3 separate regions of the Mus musculus genome follow, and all the other regions are linked to region 2. A link is a contact called in public HiChIP or PLAC-seq data. All regions are on one chromosome and are shown on one strand. Each heading gives the region's core, a stretch centred on a gene start, on an enhancer-like site or on the middle of the called end of the contact. The rest is flanking DNA. Distances are from core to core; before and after follow the strand shown.

Region 1 (3,081 bases), core at 300-2,799, 100 kb before region 2:
GCACACACACACACACACACACACACACACACACACACACACACACACTTATTCCAGTATGGCTAGTGTGTGCTCTACCACTGAGCTGTATTCTCAGCCTCCTTTTGCTTTTTGCCCTGAGAAAGTCTCACTAAGTCACTTGGGCTGGCTTTGGACTTCCTGTGTCGCCTAAGCAGCCCTTGAATTTTCAATCTACCATGTCAGCCTCTCCACATCTGGGATTACAGACCAACACTGTCGGACTTGGCTTAAATATATTATAAATCATTATATCCTGATAACCATGACCAGGGCTAAGCTAGCTTTGCCTCAAACTATTGGAAACTTATTATCTTAAAATCTCAAGGGCATTTTAAGCAGAATAATTATTGTGTTCTTGGAAAGGGGAATAAAAAACGAGCTAATCAAAACAGAAAGGTTTGGCTTAAATTATGTCTAAGACTGGGACATAAATCTGTTTGGCCTAAATTATGTCTAAGACAGGGACCTAAAATTCCTGGGATCTTATCTTAAGAATTTTAATTCTAATTCTTAAGAATTTTGGAGATAAGTAGTAGCCGGGCATCCAAGTGTGGTGAGAAGCTAGACTGAACCCATAGTTGCCTGGGGCTGAATGGGGGTCTTAGCCACTTTGAAGTAAATACAGAGGATTCTAAGAGACCACAGGGCTTTCCTGTTGTTTACACATATTCAGTATCCTGTAGGTAGTCCTTCTGGAGAATTCCATAGACAGGGGTTCTTCCTAACTCCTTAAGACTGGAGACCTGGGGCTGGAGAGATGGCTCAGTGGGTAAGAGCACCCGACTGCTCTTCCGAAGGTCCGAAGTTCAAATCCCAGCAACCACATGGTGGCTCACAACCATCTGTAATGAGATCTAATGCCCTCTTCTGGTGCATCTGAAGACAGCTACAGTGTACTTACATATAATAAATAAGTAAATAAATCTTTAAAAAAAAAAAAAAAATAAAGACTGGAGACCTCTCCTGCCTGTTGCAGCTCTGCTCTCACGAGCATCTTTCTTTGGTTGGGGGCGGGGAGCAAAGCAGACCAAAGAAGTTTCTCCTTCATTCTCTTCTTCCCTCTCAGCATACAAATCCCACATGAAACTTTTTTTTTCAGCTTCCAAATCAGACAATAAATTTTGCTTCACAGTGTGAAGCCAAGTAATAGATGTGCATCAGTAATAGACTACTCTAGAGGCAGACTCCCCACAGTGGAATGCATAATGGAGATTAGAATGAACAGGATCCTGCTAACAGGACAGCAGGTGACTCACATAAACATATGTCTGAGTAAAAGCAGCCAGGCAGAGAAGGATAGATAGACGCCGTATGATCTCTAAGTCAAGAGAAAGAAAAAAGAATGTGGATGGAGATTCCCACCTGCGGTTCTTCTGGGGTGCTGGATACACAACTGTGTTTTTTGTTAAAACAACAACAACAACAACACTTAACCAATTTATTTGCACATCATATGTACAGTTTCTATATATTCCATTCATCCAAACCTTTAAAAAGGTTTGTGGAAAGCCAGTGAGTGACTCAGCACACTGGCCCAAGTCCCTTCAGACTATTGCTTGATACCGCTTCCTTATCGCTCAGCCTTTCTGCATGTGGTGATTGATGTCAGGAGAAAACTCTTCAAGACCTTTCAGAACATCCCATGATAGCATCCCTGATAAGCATCATCAAGGGTTTGTAATTTTTGAGGACTAGTGACTTCCAGATGTCTGTATTATTAATTTTGGAAACCTCTCGAGAAATAGACTGTTCTTGCTGGAATCATGTGAGCTAGTATCCAAACCATGCCCTTGCCAATATCTAAACCCTGCCCTTTGTGTCAGTGATCAGAGGGAGACATTTTTACCCCCAGTGGCGAGACGGCTGAGGTGGTTATGGACTGGTGCAAGCCTTGTGTACTTGGGTTCATATGAGATTTCTCACAGTTGCCTGATGTCTCAGGGGAGGGGTGAACAGCTAGGGGCATGACTCAGCAAGGCTTCAAGAAGACCGCTTAAGCCCTATCATGCGGGCAGTCTTTGAACATTGCTCTTTATATTCAGATAGTTTGACATCTGAATTCATCTAGAGATTATTAAGGAAGAAAATAAATCAAGTGAGTATCTTAGCTCATCTTTATATGTCTTTAATGAAAGAGCAAGGGCTTAAAGTAGCTTCATGTTCATGATGACATAGGAACCCAGACCTCTCCCATGATCATCAGAAGGGCAATCTTAAGATCGTTTTCAAACTCTTGAGTCTCTAAACATGTGTATGTAGTTTGAATCTTTAAATAGATGACTCTGGAGTAAATATATTATGAAAAGCTTCATTTAACTATGGGTTAGCAGCCAAATAAAATAATACATCCTATATTTTAATGAAACTATTTTAGTTTTGTCTTCAATTTCATATCTCTCTCTCTCTCTCTCTCTCTTTCCTCTCCACACTCTCTCCATTCTCCTCTCTCTCCTCCTTCTCCTCCTCTCTCCTCTCCTCTCAGGAAGCTCAAAACATCTGTGTCAGGGTAGAATTTACAAGAATGTAACTGTTGTAAGGAGGCTGAGAATTAAAGCCCCCAAATGTGAGATTTCTAAGGACTGTCCATCAAACCTCCCTTCCTTCAGAAGCAGACACCATGTCTGAAGAAGGCACCTGACCCGAGTGATGTGCAGTTGAGTCTGGGAGAGCCTCAAGCCACTGCTGAGCTGGCCCACAGTTCTCCATGCCAGCAGTGTGGTGGGAGACAGTGAGAAACTGGGAGACACTTGGACTCTTGGCTCTGAGGGAACACCTCTCTTCATTAACTTTGAGTAATCTTCTTCTCTGAGTTTCCTTATATTCAAAGTAAACATTAAGGTTCCTTCCTATACATCTAGAACTGCTGGGTCAAAGCTGAGACAGTTTGGGGAGCCCATTTTTTCCCCCAAATCAGCACTTCGAGTTTTGTCCTTCACAAAATCCTGAAGCTCACTGAATACTGAAAGCACTTCACAGGCGGTCTATGTTTGTTTGTTTGTTTGTTTGTTTTGGAACATGAAATGATTTCATGCTAACTAAAGTAACATCTAGCATGCTCAC
Region 2 (2,740 bases), core at 52-2,551:
GCTTTATTCTAAGCTGTGGTTGGGGAAATGGCTGTCAACAAGGTAGAAGTCCCTGACTTTCTGAGGAGGGCATTCGAGCAAGGAGGCAGACAAGACCATGACTATGTAAGGTAGTGTCAGGCTGGGAAGAAGATGAAGCAAGCAGGAGCTGGCCTTGAGAAGTAGGCTCAGGGAGGGCCTCCTTGAAGAAAGGCGCATGGGTAAAAACAAGGCCCAGTGGAGACAGAAGCTTGCCTCTCTGGAAGAACTTTACATCACAGTGATGGAAACGGGCGTGGCCTAGAGAAGCCAAATTTAGCAAAGAGGAGTGGGAGGATAGGAAGAAAGGTGGGGAGCCTGAGTAGGAAGTTCAACTAGTATCTATGGGGAATAATGATTAATAGCATCCGTGCCATCCAAAACCGGGAAGTACTTGTCTTGGTCTGCTGTTCTGTTGCAACAACATAGTCTCGGACAGTGTGGCTTGTTAACAACAGAACTTCATTTTTCACCGTTCTGAAAGTCGGGAAGTCTAAGAGTAAAGCACTAGTAGGTTCAGATCTACTAAGAACCAGTTGCAGGGTTCCAGATAGCATCTTGTTGCTGAATCTTCCAGAGTAGAAGCTGCAGCGTCTTCACACAGAGGGGAAAACAGAGAAGGCAAACCCTTACCCTCAAACCCTTTACAAAGGCCCAAATCCCATCCAAGTGGGGTTCTTAGCACTGTTGCATTTGAAGATTAATTCTCAACATAAATTTTAGAGGCTGGCCCACATTCAAACCACAACAATGCTCATGTGAGAATAAATTATCCGTTGTTAATCGGAAATTCTAATTTGACTCCAATAGCCCGTTTTAGTTGATAAACAGACTCATGTTTGATCCCCGGGCCAACACAGCTCATCCTCTTCCTTTGCATGTAAGCACTGATGTGAGACTGAACTGTCAGCACAGGGCTGGGGTGTAGCTCACGGGTAGAGAGGGCTTGCCTGAGTAAAATGCCAGGGTAGGGTGTGGAACGGTTGGAGCTGCTCAGTGAGGCGTAATGTGTAGAAATGGAACCAAGTGACCTCGTTCCCAGTGTTCTCCCAGAATTGGATTTTTTTCATTTCAAATCCAACAGAAAAGGAAGCAGAGCTGTCTGCGCCAGCTTACAGGGAGTCAGCGGCTTGCTGTTCCCCGCCCTTCCCAGGCCAGGGACATTGCTTCATCACACACTGGAAAAAAAAAAAAAAAAGAGGCAGGGAAGCAGCCCGTGCAGGGCCCAGCAATTGCCTTATAAGGACATTGGCTAGGCCAGCCAGGTGTGTCATCCCAGAGCTGAGAGGCCCCCTAGTGTGTCCTCCATGAGTCAAGGCCTTGGGAGGGTTAAGGGGTGAGGTGGCCTCAGAAGGCCCATGGCTGCAAGTGAGCAGTCTCACTTTCTCACTTTCTTTCCTGCTACTTGATCCCAGGAATCCACAATCTCATTCACCTTCACATTTGGGAAAGTGGAAAAGGATATTTTAATTAAAATAAAAAAAAAAATAGGTGCTTGTGTTAGCATTTCTTCTAGGCGCTGCCTCCACAGTTACCTGGCAACAGCCAGGAGTGCCTAACTCACTATAACAGGGGCTGCTTGCCCCCTCCTCTCTCTTGCTGTCTTGCCTTCTTGCTCTCACTTTGTCCTTCCCTCCTGCTCCCCCTCTCTCCTTACTCCCCTCCACCCCCTCTTTCTCATGACCGGCCTCTACCTCTCTGTCTCTGTCTCTGTCTCTCTCCCCCACCCCCCTTCTCTGTCTCTACTACCCTCTCAACTCCCCTCCCCAGGCCCTGAATAAACTATTCTATACTATACCTTTGTCATGTGGCTGGTCCCTCGGGAAAGGGATGCCTCAACATGGACCCACAGAGGCACCCCTTCCCCTACACCTGACTGCACACCCACCAAACATATTCCTTCTTTCTTTATTTTTATACAACACAACAGATTGTAAGTTGTTACTTCAGTAGCCAGAGTGTCTGCTCTGGGGTCTGCTGAAATAAAGAAAATGTAGACTTTGGAGAGCGCCCCATCGACAATGGACACACAGAGACCCTAGAAGCAAGGAAGCCGCATGTCGTGGCTCTGTGCTGGGAGGGATGCAGCCCACTAATCAGAAGGCTGTTTTCCAAGGGGAGGCGTGAGTATGAGGCTTTTAGAAGGATTTTTTAAAAAGAAGAAGCACAGAAAATACAGCAAAAGCCACAGAAATAGCACCGTAGATGCCAGGGACTTTGCAGAGAGCAGGGCCGCCCATGTTGAACCACCCCTCATCCCACCTAGACCCTTCCACATCTTCCAAGATGGCAGATACTCGCAGTTTGGCAGTTTGTGTGCTGGGGTAGATGGGGAGACGTAGGAGAGAATAATTAATGCGATTAGATAACATCTTTCTCCATAACCCCGCCCCCATTGCTGTTGGTCTGTAGGTGATTGGCGGAGGGTGATGTTCACCGGCTGTCTGTGCTTCCTTCAAGATTTCATTGGCTCTCAGCACTTCTGCTGGCCCGGTGGCTTGCTTACTGAGGTAACATGGATTTTCTTTTCCTGCCCTGTGAAGGGTTTATCTGGTGCCTCTGGAGTTCGTACCTCTTTCCTGGGAGCACAGTGCTTCACACCTCCAGCTTTTCCCACACAAGCAGCACAGAGTGCGTGATACACTGAATCCAAGGCGGGATGCTTCCCATGTCCCTGGAAGGGGACTGGAGAAAAAAGAAGTAAATTTGGGGGGTTCTCTAA
Region 3 (3,050 bases), core at 190-2,689, 84 kb before region 2:
AACTGCCAGGTCTGAAGCAGGCCTCTGCTGTTGCTGAGCAAGGTAAATTTCTGCTCTGTGAACAAAGGTGCAACAAAAGGGTTGCCATGTTGTGTAACTCTAGGGAGCCCGGTGGCACTTGGATCCCACTGTGATTCCTGCCTCTCTGTTTTGCCCTTTGGAGTAGTTTAACAGCAGTTTGATTGGGAAACAGTGGTATTTGTGGACACTTGTGGCTGAGGTGAGAGATGGTGACAGCTTTGTATAAAGATTAGTGGCATGGCGGGGTAAGTGCAGAAAACCAGAATAAAAGTTGATGGACAATCCTTTCTGGATCCCAAGGGCAGAGCCACTATGGTTGAATGAACTCAGTGTCATAGCTTTGTGAGACTTCTCAGGAGGTTTCTCTCTTATTCTATCCTGGAAATGATTTTTCAGCTTCTTCCCCACTGAAAATACAGCGATTGTGAGGTTAAAGGAGACCCTATGTGTTGGCCTTCTAAAATAGGGCCTAGGGCATTCTAAATTTTAATGCATGTTAGCTGTCATCCCCATGACCATCAGAGCTGTGCATACTTCTAGCATTAATGACGTTAATACCTACTGCTCCACTGGAAGAGATCTCAGCTGCCATCCTCTCTGGTGAGGATAGCCCCCATTCCCCAGAAGCCATTAGGAAATGCTGTCCTCTGGCCACTATACCTCTAAGCAGCCTGTCCTTGTGCCCTCAGGAACCCTTCAAAGGCTCCCAAAAGACTTGAAGATGAAACAAATCAATGAGGAAAAGAGGCATCCAAGCATAAGTGAGGGCATGATTCAAAAGGTGTGATTCTCCATTTAAAGTTATAAAATCTGTGTATGTTCATCCCTTTGGCCCTAATGAATCAAACCCAAGGATGAGAGGAAGAGGGAGGCCTTGGAAGACCCCAAAGCTGTGGATACCTAACTTCTCTAGACCTCTCTCAGTCTTCTAGACAGCAGGAAGTGTGGGTGACTGCTCTGCCCCCCTGAATCCGAGGACCTGGGTACACTGCTAGAGTTACTCATCCTTCATGAGGTAACCTTGTTTTATTTGTTCTTGTATGTGTGAGCCATATAATTTTCTTCTTCCAAAGTTGTTAACGATGAGACTGTAGCCAATCACCCCACATAAAAGGAGGCTGACACTTTCTCACTCTTAAGCTTGGTAATGAGTCTGGCTGGGAGCCAGGCATGGAAGTGACTCACCTCTCCCCTCCTGTGTTAATGAGGTTTTACTGCCTTCAATCCTGACTCAAAGTAGCTCAGAGAAAAGTGGGGATCATAGATGCTGTGCTGGAGTGTTGCTATATAATGACATACTCAGGTGATAAGCCAATAGGAGCTACTCTAGCAGGCCCACCATCCCTCCGAGCCTGCTGCAGACACAGCCCGGTTCCTACAATGGGCATCTATTCCCCTTGTCCTCATCTGCCAGGATGCGGTGACCAAACTCCGACATTCTCTTGAAAGCCTAATCAGGCTCTTTAAGACAACTAGTGGGCTGGATTCTAATCAGTCATTGGCACTTTCCCCAGATTTCTAATACCAGCCACTTTGGCTCTTCTTAGGGATACTAATGAGAGACCTGACCCAGGGGAGGGCTCCAGCAAAACAAAGTTACTGGGGGACTTTCTGTGTAGTTTTCCTTTTTTAGTTAAATGACTGTTCTGGGCCACACCAAGGATCCTGGCCCTTTAGAAGCTAGCCAATCCTTCATTCAATACACATTATCTACCACCAACTAAGTATAGACTTTGAGGATCGAGAGACAAAGCACATAGTTCCTTTTGTTGAACTTTAAGGTCAAGTCTCAGGGAGCTGGTAAGACTATGGCAGTTGTGTGTGTATGAGGTCACCAGTATTGGGTGGTGCCTTTAGTGCAAGCTCAGAGACATCAAGGGATCACCTGAGAGGGACCCCAGAAAAGGTGTGAGAAAGTAAATGGTTCCTACAGATTCAGGGGACACCTAAACAGAAGGACCATGAATGGAGAAAGGACAGCATGTAAGAAGAATGTATAATAAAGATGGCTTGCTATGACAACTCACATTACCCACCCTTTTCCATCTTTCTGGCCATGAAGATGGAAGGTACTTCTCTGTCTCACAGACAACTTTGTCTCGCCCCCCCCCTTCCCTACAACCCCCCAAGGTTTCATTCAGCCTAAGGCTGACCTGGAATTCTTACATGAACTTCAGATCCACCTGCCTCTACTTCCCCAATGCTAGGATTACAGGTCTGCACCACTATGCCCAGTTCATATGGTACAGAGGATGGAACACAGGCAAACACAAGCTAGGCGAGCACTCTACCATCTGGGCTATGTCCTGCAATTTTGTGGCAGTTCTGATCAGTGGATGTGTAGAGGGGATGGCTGGGCCTGGCCCATGGCAGCCTCTTGGGTGTCCTCTTTACACGCTGGACTGTTTCAGCTTGTTGTGCCAGAGGAATCAGGTCATGAAGGAGCTCCAGTGTCACCTGAAGTGATTCCAAGTGAGGGGGCAGCTAATAAGGAGCTGAGCCCAGGGAAGTGACCCAGCTCCAGCCCACCAGAGCTATCTACCATAAGATAGCAACCATCCATCTGAAGTTCCTCTTGGCTCTGTCTCTCCCTTATTCCAACCCCTCCTGACCCACGCTCTAATCCCGTGATGCCTCCCTCTGTCCCTGTCCTCCTTCTTGCTGTCCCCTCCTTGCTTTCCTCCTCCCCTCTGGGGCCTCCAACCTTCGTATTCCTTTAGCCATGTTGTTGATTGTGAGCCCAGGGCAGAGGGCTCAACAAGCAGTTACCAACCAGGTCACTGGTTTGAATCTTCTCGGTCAGTATAACCTTCAGCTACTTTGTTCTTGGTCCCGGATGCCGTGAAAGTTAAACATTCACTCAGAATTAGCTGTCAATGTTTCTGTGACAATCAACCCATGAGCCTGTTCTTTTTAAGCTGGTTACTGACTACAGAGGAGTGAAAAGGACCCACATGAGGACCCTGCCTTCTAGAAGCTTCCAGTCCATTGCACAGGACCTCTAGCAGGTCTGAAAAACCAAGTAGTAA

What was found. HiChIP or PLAC-seq counts read pairs in DNA pulled down with a chosen protein or histone mark.
Region 1: a contact with region 2 is called in a CTCF HiChIP or PLAC-seq map of the NIH/3T3 cell line, with 13 read pairs. The contact joins two enhancer-like sites. A contact is called at or near these places in 1 of 15 datasets of contacts at CTCF or cohesin (the NIH/3T3 cell line), 5 of 484 Hi-C or Micro-C datasets (bone marrow-derived macrophages, cortical neurons, embryonic fibroblasts and 2 more), 7 of 115 datasets of contacts at active chromatin or transcription factors (embryonic fibroblasts, embryonic stem cells, epiblast stem cells and 3 more) and 1 of 9 other capture datasets (bone marrow-derived macrophages).
Region 3: an HNF4G HiChIP or PLAC-seq map of pancreatic cancer cells shows a contact between it and region 2. The contact joins two enhancer-like sites. A contact is called at or near these places in 1 of 39 promoter capture datasets (cranial neural crest), 1 of 15 datasets of contacts at CTCF or cohesin (the NIH/3T3 cell line), 4 of 484 Hi-C or Micro-C datasets (group 2 innate lymphoid cells, hematopoietic stem cells, liver and 1 more), 5 of 115 datasets of contacts at active chromatin or transcription factors (the 3134 cell line, embryonic stem cells, pancreatic cancer cells and 1 more) and 4 of 9 other capture datasets (adipose tissue, embryonic stem cells, liver and 1 more).

The regions. Positions count from the first base shown.
Region 1 is chr3:121,702,214-121,705,294 of GRCm38.p6, reverse strand. No RefSeq gene overlaps it. Among named protein-coding and RNA genes, the nearest start is that of F3, 20 kb to the left of the region's middle. Within about 2 kb of position 1,549, at least 25 of the 459 cell types and tissues checked have an H3K27ac peak or open chromatin away from gene starts, as enhancers often do. A contact at or near this core is called in the NIH/3T3 cell line and pancreatic cancer cells, where this site is marked.
Region 2 is chr3:121,600,697-121,603,436 of GRCm38.p6, reverse strand. Gm33485 (a long non-coding RNA gene) reads left to right here. Exons shown (of 4, transcript XR_001783961.1): 2 at 2,431-2,528. Among named protein-coding and RNA genes, the nearest start is that of Gm33485, 4.6 kb to the left of the region's middle. Within about 2 kb of position 1,301, at least 128 of the 459 cell types and tissues checked have an H3K27ac peak or open chromatin away from gene starts, as enhancers often do. A contact at or near this core is called in the NIH/3T3 cell line, pancreatic cancer cells and trophoblast stem cells, where this site is marked.
Region 3 is chr3:121,684,975-121,688,024 of GRCm38.p6, reverse strand. No RefSeq gene overlaps it. Among named protein-coding and RNA genes, the nearest start is that of 4930432M17Rik, 16 kb to the right of the region's middle. Within about 2 kb of position 1,439, at least 53 of the 459 cell types and tissues checked have an H3K27ac peak or open chromatin away from gene starts, as enhancers often do. A contact at or near this core is called in pancreatic cancer cells and trophoblast stem cells, where this site is marked.